3 separate regions of the Sus scrofa genome follow, and regions 1 and 3 are each linked to region 2. A link is a contact called in public Hi-C and promoter capture Hi-C data. All regions are on one chromosome and are shown on one strand. Each heading gives the region's core, a stretch centred on a gene start, on an enhancer-like site or on the middle of the called end of the contact. The rest is flanking DNA. Distances are from core to core; before and after follow the strand shown.

The links. Promoter capture Hi-C pulls out the DNA fragments that hold promoters and counts their contacts. Hi-C and Micro-C count contacts between places; a contact is called where the count stands out from the background.
Region 1: a promoter capture Hi-C map of liver shows a contact between it and region 2, with 20 times the contacts expected there. The contact joins the promoter of MYL6 here to the promoter of ARHGAP9 in region 2. A contact is called at or near these places in 1 of 5 promoter capture datasets (liver) and 1 of 2 datasets of contacts at active chromatin or transcription factors (skeletal muscle).
Region 3: a contact with region 2 is called in a Hi-C map of liver, with 5 times the contacts expected there. The contact joins the promoter of PA2G4 here to the promoter of ARHGAP9 in region 2. A contact is called at or near these places in 1 of 5 promoter capture datasets (liver) and 1 of 47 Hi-C or Micro-C datasets (liver).

Annotation. Positions count from the first base shown.
Region 1 is chr5:21,557,884-21,562,123 of Sscrofa11.1, reverse strand. MYL6 (myosin, light chain 6, alkali, smooth muscle and non-muscle) reads right to left here and starts at 2,799. Exons shown (of 7, transcript NM_001163997.1): 1 at 2,766-2,799; 2 at 2,475-2,502; 3 at 1,469-1,612; 4 at 1,096-1,269; 5 at 925-1,002; 6 at 571-616. The coding sequence starts at 2,768. The coding sequence ends at 588. MYL6B (myosin light chain 6B) reads right to left here. Exons shown (of 8, transcript XM_003126266.3): 5 at 4,116-4,240; 6 at 3,553-3,630; 7 at 3,366-3,403; 8 at 3,129-3,239. The coding sequence ends at 3,375.
Region 2 is chr5:22,760,246-22,764,621 of Sscrofa11.1, reverse strand. It overlaps ARHGAP9 (rho GTPase-activating protein 9), which reads left to right and starts at 2,443. Exons shown (of 18, transcript XM_021091869.1): 1 at 2,443-2,803. MARS (methionine--tRNA ligase, cytoplasmic) reads right to left here. Exons shown (of 22, transcript XM_021091867.1): 2 at 3,236-3,738; 3 at 2,313-2,403; 4 at 2,088-2,166; 5 at 1,870-2,004; 6 at 1,190-1,265; 7 at 508-680; 8 at 219-325. The coding sequence starts at 3,491.
Region 3 is chr5:21,494,035-21,498,016 of Sscrofa11.1, reverse strand. It overlaps PA2G4 (proliferation-associated protein 2G4), which reads right to left and starts at 2,020. Exons shown (of 14, transcript XM_013988304.2): 1 at 1,738-2,020. The coding sequence starts at 1,825. It overlaps ERBB3 (receptor tyrosine-protein kinase erbB-3), which reads right to left. Exons shown (of 28, transcript XM_021091799.1): 28 at 2,977-3,982.

The sequences.
Region 1 (4,240 bases), core at 1,550-4,049, 1.2 Mb after region 2:
GTTTGCAGAGGCGCTACCTTGAGTCTGACTGGTTCTCGGCCTCCAGCTCCCCTCCCACCAGCTGTTAGTTCCCCACCCGACCCTGAGCAGCAAGAACACAGCAGAGCAGAAGAGTTCTCAGCTACACCTACAGCTACTGTCAGCCATTGGCGGGAGGAAAAGACAGAGTTTTGGGTTAGGGTACCTCCAAGCTGCCCAGCAGAAGGAAGGGGAAGCGACTCCGGCTGCAGCAGCACCATGGGGCGGGCAACCCACCCCCCTCTGTCAACCGCCCATGCTCCCGGGCCACAGGGTCACCCTGAAGCAAGACGGGGATAGGCTGGTGTGAGTTCCCAGACGCCAGCGCCCTAGAAGCAAAACCTCAGAGCCCATTCTAGGAGAGGAGGAGGTACCACACCCCCAGGCTGCCTTCCTCTTTGAAGAACCCCCCCTCCTCAGTCAGCTCCATGCAGAGACATGCTAGGAGGAAGTCATGGTAGTAGGGGAAGGGCAGGGGCCAGAGAGCAAAGGCCAGGAAGAAAAACACTGGGGAGGGCAACTAGAGAAGGGGGGGGCTGGGAGGAGCCGTACCCGCCCCACGGGGCCCGTCACCCCGACAGGATATGCCTCACAAACGCTGCAGGAAGGAAGAGACATTAATGGTGAAGACAAGACATAGACGTGGGGTGAAGGGGATCAGGCGGTGAGGGAACAAGACACCCATTGGTTTTACGCCCCACCCCTTGCCCGCCCTTCAAGCCGCAGGAGCCCTTCCTTTCCTGCCACACCCCCCAGGCCTCCCACTCCTGGGCTGGGCCAGGCCCTGCCCCTTGCCTCCTGGCATTTTGTGCAGCCCAAGCCCAGGGACAAGGAAAGCCCCAAACACTGTGCCTGACCTGCCCCTGATAGCCACTGCGTTTGTGAGAGCCTCCATTTGTCCCTTACCTTCATAGTTGATACAACCATTGCTGTCCTCATGCCCTGCCACCAGCATCTCTACTTCTTCCTCTGTCATCTTCTCACCTGCAGAGGGGAAGAGTGAGTGTTCTGGAACTGGGTGACAGGTGAGGTGTATCAGGTGGCACCTCAGCTCAAGGAGCAAGGGCGGAGCCTTACCCAGTGTGACAAGAACATGCCGGATCTCCGCACCCATGACGGTGCCGTTGCCCTCCTTGTCGAACACCCGCAGGCCTTCGACATAGTCCTCGTAGGTGCCCTGGTCCTTGTTCTTGGCCACAGTCTGCAGCATGGGCAGGAAGTGCTCGAAGTCCAGCACCTTCACGTTCATCTCTGCCACAAAGGGGGTGAGAGCAAAGTCACGTGTGTTCTTACTGGAGGTTACGGGGCTCCCACTCAAGGCAGGAGAAATCTGTGGGATTTGCTAGACAAGACCTGCTTGAGTTCAGGGCCTAGGAAGATAAAAGGAAGCTATTAGCCGGAGACTGCGGGCCTGCCACCATGCTGAGCAGGTTGTTCTGAGGACTCTTACCATCACTCTTGGGGTTCCCCAGGACCTTGAGCACCTCGGCGTTGGTGGGGTTCTGGCCCAGGGCCCTCATCACGTCCCCACACTGGCTGTACAGGATCTTGCCATCCCCTGTTCGGTCAAACAGCTGGAAGGCCTCCTTGAACTCTGAGGATTCGGATAAACATCAGCACCTGGCAGGCACAGATGAACCCAAACCCTCCCTCACAGTCCCCGTTGCCCATTCAACTTTAATCACGCTGAGGAAACCAGATATTTATACCACTGTACACCCAAGCCCTCTAAGAGGGATCTAGTGTCCCTTCTTCCCAACTCAGGTGTCCCACATAAAGACAGCTCTCCTCAAGCCCTGGCAGAGTGGTAACTGCCATTTCCATACCCCCTCTGCCTACAGCAAGCCTGCCCAGCCTCCTCACTACAGTACTCAGGGCAGGAATTTGCCACCGCCCAGTCTGGGCCTTGTCCTTATAAGGAAGTGGGAGCAGCAGCCTGGGACTGGGGTCATCCCAGCCTGCCACTCTCACCCCTTCAGTACAGAAAGAAATCTTTCAGAGAGTATAGCTGCAAAGAAGCGTCCTCAACAAACTCCCCTGTACCAGCAAAACAACAGGTCACTGCTTCTTACAACCTTCACAATTCCAAGCTGGGGGAGGGGGAAAGTTAGCACAGGAGGAGAGAAGAGGCAGAAGGAGGTGATTAAGGAACAGAGGAGCACAAGCAGCTTAATACATCACTCCCGAGCCCCACACACGGCAGACATTGGTGGCCAAGCTGTTTCACATGCTCACACCACCTACAGAACTCACCCGGTGCTTGGGGCTCAGATCTAGAGTAGAAAGGGAGGGAGGAAGAAAGATTGAGAAAAGAAAATGGAGGCCCAGAAGGAGGGAGAAGGGAATCCACGAGGTACTCCCTTGTGGGTGCTGAAGAAATGACAGGTAGGGGGTAGGTGCTAGAAGGAATGTCCCTCTCCCTAAGCATGACCTCAGCGGGGTCAGAGATTACCTACCTGCGGTCTGGTCCTCGGTGAAGTCACACTGCTCGGAGAAGAGGGGAGCGATCAGCATCTTAACTCCAATCCCCCAAGCTTCCAGCCCCGTCCCAAGAACTCTGAACCACGAACTCCTGTTCCATCCTGGGCACTCTCGCTTCCCAGCAGGGCAGGCTCTCAACATCTCCAACCCCACCTCCAACCCTCAAGTCCCTTTGCCCCCTACCTTCTGCCTTCTCTTCGCCCCCTACCCCCGGCTTCCCGCCTCTCGCCCCCAATCCCGCTCATCCTCCCAGCCCCGGGCCCCACCATCTTGACTGCTTGGCTCTGCGGGACCTTTTCCTGCAGTAATGGCTCCGGTTCTCGGCCCAACCCTAGTCTTAGTACGTCCCAATGACGTCACCCTCCGTTGACCCAGCCAATAGGGATCCTGGCCCGGTCTTATGCAGATGCTGCTGCTACATTAGTAAGGAGGTGGGCGGGGCCCGCTGCGGCTCATTTTTCAGAATAGTCCTACCCGGGGCACAGAAACCGCAGAGGAGGGTGGGGTGGGGCGCAAGGAATCTCCTCCTGCGAGCCGCAGGAAAATCGGGGGATGTCGGATTTGGGAGAGGAGATCCCTCCCTTTCCTTCCTTCCCTCCCCCACCTCTGAAGAAAGCAAGAGTCGGAGGTTTAGGGGAGGAACCGTCACTTTATTTTGAAACAATAGGTGGCCTCCTAGCGGCAGGAACTTGCTTTCGCCCGCGAGGGGTAGGGGGACTCCTTGTCGAGCCCCACTGCACCTGTGGAAAAAGATGAACGTTGCCAAATCCTGGAGCTCAAGCGCGCAGCAGGACGTGGAAACGTATGTCTCTGGTAGAGGGAAGGGAAGCAGGCTGGCCTCACAAGGCGAAGTGGGAGGGCCCTACCTGTAGAGCTCAGACGCTCAGGATGTGCTTCAGGAAGGCTGCAGAGAGAGGAGGCAAGAGGGGCTTCAGAAGATGGTCTTGATAATCCATCTGACTTTAGATAATTTGGGCCACAGGACGCGCCCCCACATACGAGGAGCCTCATGCTTCCCCTCTTCCCCTGTCTCTTCAGCTCCTAGCCGCTCACCTTCATAGTTGATGCAGCCGTTGCTGTCCTCATGTCCTGCCAGAACTGTCTCCACCTCCTCTTCAGTCATCCTCTCTCCTAAACCCCAGACACAGCGTTTTAGCCCCTGCCTTCCCTCCCTCATCAACCCAGGCCTCATTCTTCTGGGTGGTACCTCTTCTCCCACCCTGGAGACTTGCCCATAGCAACAGTCCCCCAAGAGAATCCTGTCCTTGTAATGCGCATGCCTTGAATGCCTCCCAGCATCTTGCTTTCCATTTCACCTCAGTTACACCTGGTGAAAGCTCCACAGACAAGGAAACTGAATTTCAGAGGATTAAGAGACACATACCATATCACAGAGGCCAACCATCTCTTCCAAAATAGAAGCTCAGATCTCCCATCTCATCCCCTTTCCTCTGCCCTTTGGGAGGCATCTGTACCCCAGAAGCAGGCTCTGACCTTCTCGGTCTTCTGCCCATGACCTCCAGGACAGTAATCCCTCCCTGGCTCTGCCTGCTTGGCTAACCTTCTTCTTGGTTCACCCCCTCCTCTCCACCCCACAGTTCTGGTCCCTGCCTCACCCAGGGTAGTGAGGACATGTCTGAGCTCTGCTCCCATGACTTTGCCGTTCCCCTCTTTGTCAAACACGCGAAGCCCCTCCAGGTAGTCCTGGTATGTGCCTTGCCCCTGGATCTTGGCCACTGCC
Region 2 (4,376 bases), core at 1,194-3,693:
GAGAAGTAGATTTAGGTGCAATCAAGAGGTAGAAAGTAGCTGAAAACATGGGTGCAGAGAGAACTGATGGACAGTATGTCCAAAATATTAGCCAACTATTAGGTGAAGAGGACAGAAAATTAAAGAAAGATCAGCAAAGGGGACTTGATAGGCAGATACTGGCTCTATCAATAATTTCCACATAAGAAACCAAGCCCCACTCATCTGTGCCAACTCACACTGGATTCTGTTGCGGCCGAAGTGGGGGCAAGCTTCCCAGGCCCTTCTCCCAAGCAGCTACAGCCATGGCAATCTCCTCCTCAGATAGGGTAGCCAGCTCCTCCTCCTATGAAGAGTAGAGAGTATCCCTCACTGGGTGACGGCCGGGGGGGAGGAGCCCATAAAGAAATTCTCTCTTTGCTTTCCAACAACGGAAAAAGTTAGTAGCCTCGCTCAAAAGCGCTCTTCAAGTCACCGCCCACCTGAAGCACTGAGGCTCTGTGGGAACCCCTCTGCTTTGTTCCAAACCTCAGGCTCATTGCTGACAGCTCTCCCCTCAAGGAAGCTGGGCTGGGGCTGCTTTTGGAGGTAGGGCCGGAGGGCCAGCACACCCTGCTGCTTCAGCACAGTCTCCACAGCTCGCTGACATGGCTCCTGAGAACTCAGCGTCTGGAACCAGCTGTGCAGGGTACCCAGCTCCTCTGTGGGCAGGGGAGAAAAGAGGCAATCAGCAAGACCTAACATGGGAAGATGGGAGGGTGGCCCAACCCCTTCTTTTTTTTTTTTTTTTTTTTTTTTTTTGGTTTTTTAGGGCCACACCCAAGGCATATGGAAGTTCCCAGGCTAGGGATCGAATCAGCCGGGCTACACCACAGCCACAACAACACCAGATCCAAGCCTAGTCTTTGAGCTACATGGCAGCTGGCGGCAACGCCAGATCCTTAACCCACTGAGTGGGGCAGGGGATCAAACCCTCGTCCTTATAGATACTAGTCCAGTTTGTTACCACTAAGCCACAATGAGAACTCCAGCCTCTTCTTCATGAAGTTTCTCCAGCTGGCTTTCCCAGTTCCCTCAGCCCTCTTTCTGCTATAGCTGCCCATCAAGCTACACCTCAAACTGGTTCCTCATTATTCACCTACCCACTCTGTTACCCCTACACCAAGCTCCTGGTGTTGGAGCTAGGGGTGAAGCAATGGGCAGTTCTCACCAGGAAGGTAGGCTGGGTCTTGGAGTAACGGGTACAGCGCTCCCCACAAAACAATGTCAGCTAAAGATTCTGTCTCCTTTGTTGAGAAAAGCAAAGAAAGAGGCAGGTGAGGCACTCAGTTTCTTCCCAATGAATGTCACATTTCATACATTTGCTACACACTTACAAGGTATCAAGCACCGTATTAAGCATATTTTAATTATCTCAGTCTTCACAACCCACTGAAGTGAATGCTAATATTACCCCCTTTCAAAGATGAAAAACTGAAGGTTTGAATTTATTGAGGTCTCTTTGTTGCTGCTCTTTTTTTTGTTTTTTTTGTCTTTTAGGGCCACTCCTGCAGCATGTAGAAGATCCCAAGTTAGAACTATATCCGCCAGCCTACGCCACAGCCACAGCAATGTGGGATCTGAGCAGCATCTGTGCCCTACACCACAGCTCCTGGCAACGCCGGGTCCTTAACCTACTGAGCGGGACCAGGGATCAAACTTGCATCCTCATTGATACTAGTCGGGCTTGCTATCACTGAGCCACAACGGGAACTTCCAAGTGTAGTGAGTTTTAAAGGTTACACTGCTAGTTGAGAGGCAGTTTGGGGGTCGGAACTCTGAATACAGTGTTCTTTCCTAACTCTCATACCACACAGCTTTCCCCAATCCCCATCTCAAGGCCCAACTCACCCCAGCCAGGAAAGGACAGCTCCGACGACTCAGGCTGTGGTCAATATGAGTCAGGGCTCTCCGGACTGGGCCAAGAACATCTTCCCCCTTCTTCCCCTGGACCACTAAATAGTACAGGGCAGCGGACAAAGCTGGCTAAAATGCGGGAGACACAAGTCAGGATGGCCATGCAAAGCAATGGCCTGCCTGCCTGTGATTCCCCCACATCTCAGTCTTACCTGCAGCTCTGTTGCTTCCCATTCCAGCCACTGGTTGGTGAGGTCATCTTGCTCCCACCCAGACAACAGAAAGAAGTATCTAACCAGGGAGAGAGCAACAGAAGGTAGAATGAGAGGGGCCTGTTTCTCACCCCCTAGTGAAACAGTGATTGTAAATAAGGCCACAGAGGACAATAATCCCTGATTTTATTCAGCCACCTCCCTGAATCAAGGACCAATACTGACCGACAGATTGCACTGGCGGAGAAGAGGTAGTTGCCACTATCCAGTTGCAAGACAGGGACCTTAGGCCGAGTCAGGAATGGAACCACACACTCTGATGCAGAACAGGAAAATGGGTGAAATACAGGGAAAAGAAAACAAATACTCTGTCAACTTAGAAGGACAACTTCACAGTGTTGGGGGCCTGGGGGAAGAAAGATGGGCCGTCTCAAGGAGAGGTTCCAGGATAGGACCACTGAAAGGGGGTGGGTCCAGAATACGCTGGAGAGACCAGCAGGTGTTCAGCTGAGACTGCCAGCTGGAAACAACAGATGGGAGTTGCAGACGGGAGGCGGTGGTATTGGGGTAGTGCTGCAGCCAAGAACTGAAACAACTGAAAGTAACTAGGATATCTGAGAGATCTGAGCTACACTGGAAGAACAAAATTAAGAGAACTGGGAGGATGGACAAGAGAACCTCTTAAGAGTCAAACAGATGGCTGGGAATGAGAAGAGGTAAACCGAAGGGAATATGTGTGTCTGGGTTTAGGAGAGGCGAGTGGGGTTTCCTAAGAACAAAGGAAAGGGGTGCCTGGGGAATTGTCATGTGAGTGACTAGCGAGTGTGTGTGGGGTCGGGGGGGAGTGCCGGGTAGGTGTGGGAGGTTAATAAAGGGAAAGAGTTTCACTGAAGTAAGGCGAGGTCCTGGGAAACGAAGAAGGGGAGGCAAAAGATGAGGGAAGGGGACACTGAGGAGAATTAGGTAACCGATGAAAGATGTGACTGGGAGGGAAACGGGATGGGGTGCCCAAGGACATTGCGGGAGAAATCTGACGGGAGTGCATGGTGGGGGGATGGGGGGTGGTAAAAGACAACTGTAGGGTGGGTGTCGGGCGTGTTCGCGTCCCGCCCTCCTCATCCACCGCCCACCAGCACCAGCCCGTCTACCTTCGGGGCCTACAGTGCTGATGAGCAGCTCCACTCTGCCCTGGGCCCTCCCGGCCGCAGCTAGCACAGGCAGGCTCCCCGGGGCGCCCTCGCTCACGAACAATCTCATTTCGCCGTGGGTCCCACGCTGATGCAACCGGAACCGGTCTCCCGCCAGAGGGATAAGCGATTGCCGCGCGGCACGCCGGGAAATGGAGTTCCGACTAAAGCTGTTCCCCGGGCCTGGGTTCCGGAAGTAGACTATTTCTCCCATCATACAACACTAGGAAACAGGAAAAGAGTGCCATAGAGACGAAGAGGCCGTAAACGCAGTGCCAGAGTGGCATCTTTTTGATGGGAGGGCCAGAAAGGACCTTTATGTGTGGGATCCGGCTTGTAATCCTCTAACGCCTCCCGAGAGCGGTGAAGGATACCGAGGGGTACAGTTATCTCGCTGAAGTGGCGACGTCAAGACTGCGGCTACTCGCAATGGCCCACTCTCGATTCGAGCTCATAAGAGAGTTCTGGAATTGATAGATAAGCGTATTTTAGTGACATAATGAAAATTAGTGTAGGTATCCTATTAGTAAAAAAGAATGTGACAATTATATATTTATTTCATACCAGTCTGAAGCGCGTATACAGCCAGGTGCTAACATTAAAGGGAAATGAGTCTGTGTAGGAAAAAGTTCAGATTGCTGGGGAGTAAGAAAGCAGAGTTTGGCAGTAAGTATACACTACTCAAGGAAGCGCATGTCAGTAATTGAGAAAGGGACCCTTCTTTATCGTCTTTGTACCCCTTTAAGAATAATTGATATCTTAGAGTACTTATGAGCTGGACACTTCTAAATATATATATAGGAGTTCCCTGGTGGCTCAGGAGGTTAAGGATCCAACATTGTCATTACTGTGGCTCTGGTTATAGCTGCTGTGCAGTTGGATCCCTGGCCCAGGAAATTCCGAGTACTACAGATGTGGCAAAAAATATGTGCAGGTATACATTTAATTCTCAAAAAACTATGGAGTTTCTGGGCCTCATTTGAAACTAAGCCATAAGAAGCCTTGCAATTTAGGCCCAGGCTTCTTGGAACACTCCAAGAAGCTGTGAGCTGCCTTGTAAGAAATCTTACTACCCTGAGATTGCCATGCTGGAGAGGTATCA
Region 3 (3,982 bases), core at 771-3,270, 1.3 Mb after region 2:
TGGCCCTGGAAAAGGCAAAAAGACAAAAAAAAAAAAAAAAAAAAAAAAAAGTTGTGCCTCTTGGAATGTACTTACCTATCCATCTCTAAATTGCTACCTTCCTTTCCTAAAAAGAGCCAACACTTCCTTATACATTGTGACAACTGGTGACACTGTATGCACTGTCTGTCTCCCTAGGCAAGGCAGACTTTCCCAAGATGATAGCTGAGGTGTGCAGGACAGAGTCATGAACTTCAAGGAGGTTCTCAGCAAGGTATCCAACACACTGGCAAAGCAGACTGGGGGAAATTTATAGGCGTCAGGGACAACAGGAGGGCAGACATAGAATTGCTGACCCGAAGCTGATGCATTGTTAAATGCTACCTTCTTCCCTTCCCAGACACCCCAATTAAGTGTTAGTAATCTCAATATGTAGACTTATTTCTTTATATAACAAGTCAAGGAGACTTAACCTAAGGTCTCTGGGCTTCAGCAAGCTTGGGCTTATAGCTTTTAGCAGATCTCAATGAGGTATGTGACCCAAAAGAGTTTCCAACTGGTATCTGGAATCCCAAGTGCCTCAGAAGTTATAAACTGCAAGAGGAAAAAAAAGTTTTTCTGTTTTCAAACCACTAAATGTCCATTATGTTATAAAGCATTGTTCTGTTCACTGGATATCCTCTCCAAGGCCCAAAGTGAACTATAGGTTTGATTTTTGTGATCCAAGTTTTGGGGATTTTTTGGAAGTTTGAAAAACTCAGGTTTTTAGCCATAGGATCAAAGGCATCCTAAATACCTATCTTTACTGTCAAAACCATTTAAAAGCCCAAAGACAAGCATCTTCTGTCCCCTAACTGGGTTTTAAATCGCAAAGAGAGAAAAGAGAAAGTGAGACATCTGCCTAGAGTGGCAGGCAGCTGCTGAGAAGTCTGAGCGAGCCCCCATAAGGATAACTTCCGAGATCCTATAAAGTCAGTCTCCCCTTTACCAGTGCTCTACACAGGTTTGCCTGGTTGGGGTGAAAAGAACCTCAAAACACTCCTAGAGCTGTCAAACCCCTGAGAGCAATCAAATTTGACAACTAACTAAAGCTATCTGCGCAGATTGGAGATGATAACTTCAAGAACAACCAGATACGTCTCCAAGAGTTATGTTAGGGGTTCTCCAGGGGTACCCTCCAACGGTCCCTGAGCTGGCCCAAGAGTAGAAGGCGGCCCCCTCCAGGGAGGGAGCTGAAGTAAAGAACGAAAGACTACAGCAAAGCACGTGGTAGGGAAGCTAGTGTCAGGGACTGTAGCGGAGGAAGGGAGCCGGCGATCCGCTGGGGACCCGGCAACACGTGCCGGCTAGGCTCCTGACGGCGGGGAGCAGCGACAAAATAGAGGAGCGTTTCGTTTCCGAGGTGGCCTCCCTGCTGCCAAAATCAGAGGCAGAGATCCAGACAGAAGGATGAAGAGCAGGACATACGCCCTGCCTCCTTACCAAGGGCCTAGGGTCGGAGCCAGCCGGGGCCCCGCTCTGCGCTCTTCCCTGCCACCCGCCTGCATCTTCACAGACTCCAGCCCAGGCCTAGCCGCTCAGGTCCCAAACGCGATAACGAGCCTTCCCACCACGCCAAACCCAGCAGACCCGCGGGGGGCCCTCACTAGCCCACTCTGCATGACCCCACCGCTCCAGCCCCTCACCGGCTCGTCAAGCACCGTCCCCCTTGCCTCTCCCTCCCAGCCTCGATCTCCGGACCCCCGAGGCCGCACTCACGGTTGGCGATGTCGCCCCCCATCTTATACTTGGTCACGACCAGGTCCTCGGCGATAGTCTGCTCCTGTTGCTCGTCCTCGCCCGACATCTTCCCACCACCACCACCGCAGCCTCGTTTCTCCTGAGCCGCTGCCTCTGTCGCCCTTCCCAACCACAGGCTGTGGCCAGAGCCCCTTCGATCCGCGAGGAGAGCGCGAGCAAAAGCGCGAGCAAGCTAGGGAGCGGGCGGGCGAGAGCGAGAAACTGCGAGCGCGCGGGCTGATGCGCAGGGCATGCTGGGACAACGAGTCCCTCCCGCCGCCAGCCTCTAGCTGCCCTCGCGGACTCGCGAACTACAATTCCCAGCCTGCCTTTCGCGCCCCTAAGCCAGGCCCTGGGGCCTTGCCCTCCGAGGGCCTCGCACGCCGGAATCGCCAAGCACGCTGGGAAGGGTCAGGCTCCGGCGGGAAGGCGGAGCCGTTGGAGAGCATGAGGGGAAGCGTGGTCTCTCCCGGAAAAACCATATCCACCAGGAGCGCTGAGCGAGAACCCGTAATAGAGGGAGGCGGGCTAAGGGAGAAGGGGGCGGAGCTACGGCGGGGACGTGGGTTTGGAGGCTGCGGGGCAGGGTGGAGCAGAGACGAGTGGGGGTGATTGTATCAAGGGCGGGGAGGCTGGGTACGCCCTTCCTCGGATCCCTGGAGCGGCAGGCGGACCGGCCTGGCCAGTCCGATCGTCCTCAGGTGCTGGGAGGGGCAGAGCGAGTGTGGAAGGAGACCCGGAGTGCGTGGAGCAGGGACTAACTGGGCACCAGATTTCTGTGGGATTATCCATGTACAGCCTTCCAAGTCTAGAGGCCGGCTCCCTCTGAAGATGGCACTATTGTTCCAACAACAGGCTTTGATGGCACCTAAGACGGACACTTTTTTTTAAAGTTGTGAAACGTTTGAGAGTTTCAGTATTCTACCTCTTGGGGCCTTTTCTAACTGCCCCAAACGTGTTTTGTTTGGTTGTTTTGTTACTCCCAGTTAGTCGGTTGCCCTATACAGATTCCTAGTAAAACGCTTAAATGAAAAGGACTGTACCCTTTGCTTGTCTAAAGAGACTATAAGGAAAGTGGGGCTGGAGAAAGCTACAGGGGGCCAAGTAGGACTGTGGGGAGACAGAGAAGGAAGCATGCCATGGTAGCCATTCTCTGCTGTGGAACGGAGAAAAGGGCTGATCTGTCCACTCACTAAAGTTTGTCGTTAGACAAGAAGCTGCAAAACCTTGGCATCTTTATTCAGACATGTATAAAAACAAAACAAAAACTTGAGGGATAAAAACAGATACTCCCAGTTTCCCATTCAAAGGAACTGAGGTCTGAAGCCGGGTCCTCTTTTTCATCTCCACTGGAAGCTTCCCACTACTGAATGAGAACTGCTCCTAAAAAATGGCTCTGGGGACCGTCTGAGTCTGTCCCTTAGGCAGATATCATATGTAGCACACGAAGATTACGGTTTACACAGAGATGTCCAGTTATTTTTCCTTCTGTCCACCCCCTTACTCCCACTTGCTGAGATGAGCAGTCCAGGTGTAGGAGGAGGCTGTGGATATTGGGGTTAGACTTGATTCAGTGCAAACACAAGAAGACAATACCTCTTACTAGTGCTCTGACTTTCATCAGTTTTCTTTGACACCTTACACTAAGAGCATGGTGCATTGGAAAATTTTGAATCCTGGACCTGCTACTTGATTTACTTAATCTCCTTAAGGCTCAGTTTCCTTATTTGTAAAATGGGATAATGCCTAGCTCACAGAATTGGTGTCAAGGATTAAGTGAGATGGGTAAGTTTAGATGATACTTGGCACACAGTCAACGTTCAATGAACAGTAATCATTACTATATACTCCCAACCTCTTTCTTCACAAGATTTTTAAGCATCTCATTCTTTCTAGGGGGTTAAGAATCATAAGCCAAAAATCTCACTTTCTCCTGCCATTTTCCCTCCTTTCCTCTTCCTTAAAAGTCTGCTGGGAAACAAAGTCACACTTTAAAGCCTAGTCTCAACAAGTCAGAGTCTGAGAGAAAGGGATATGGGGAGGAATCCTTCATATCTCCAGGGAGTTCCCCTGAGAAAGTTGAGGAATAGGATTGGGAAAGAGCACAAAATAAGGAAAACTATCTCCTTTCCTGGGATTGGGAAAGAGAAGAAAGTGCACAGCTGGCTATATACCACAAGAACGTTGTGTCAACACGTTTAAGGCCTCCAAAGTTTGAATGGAA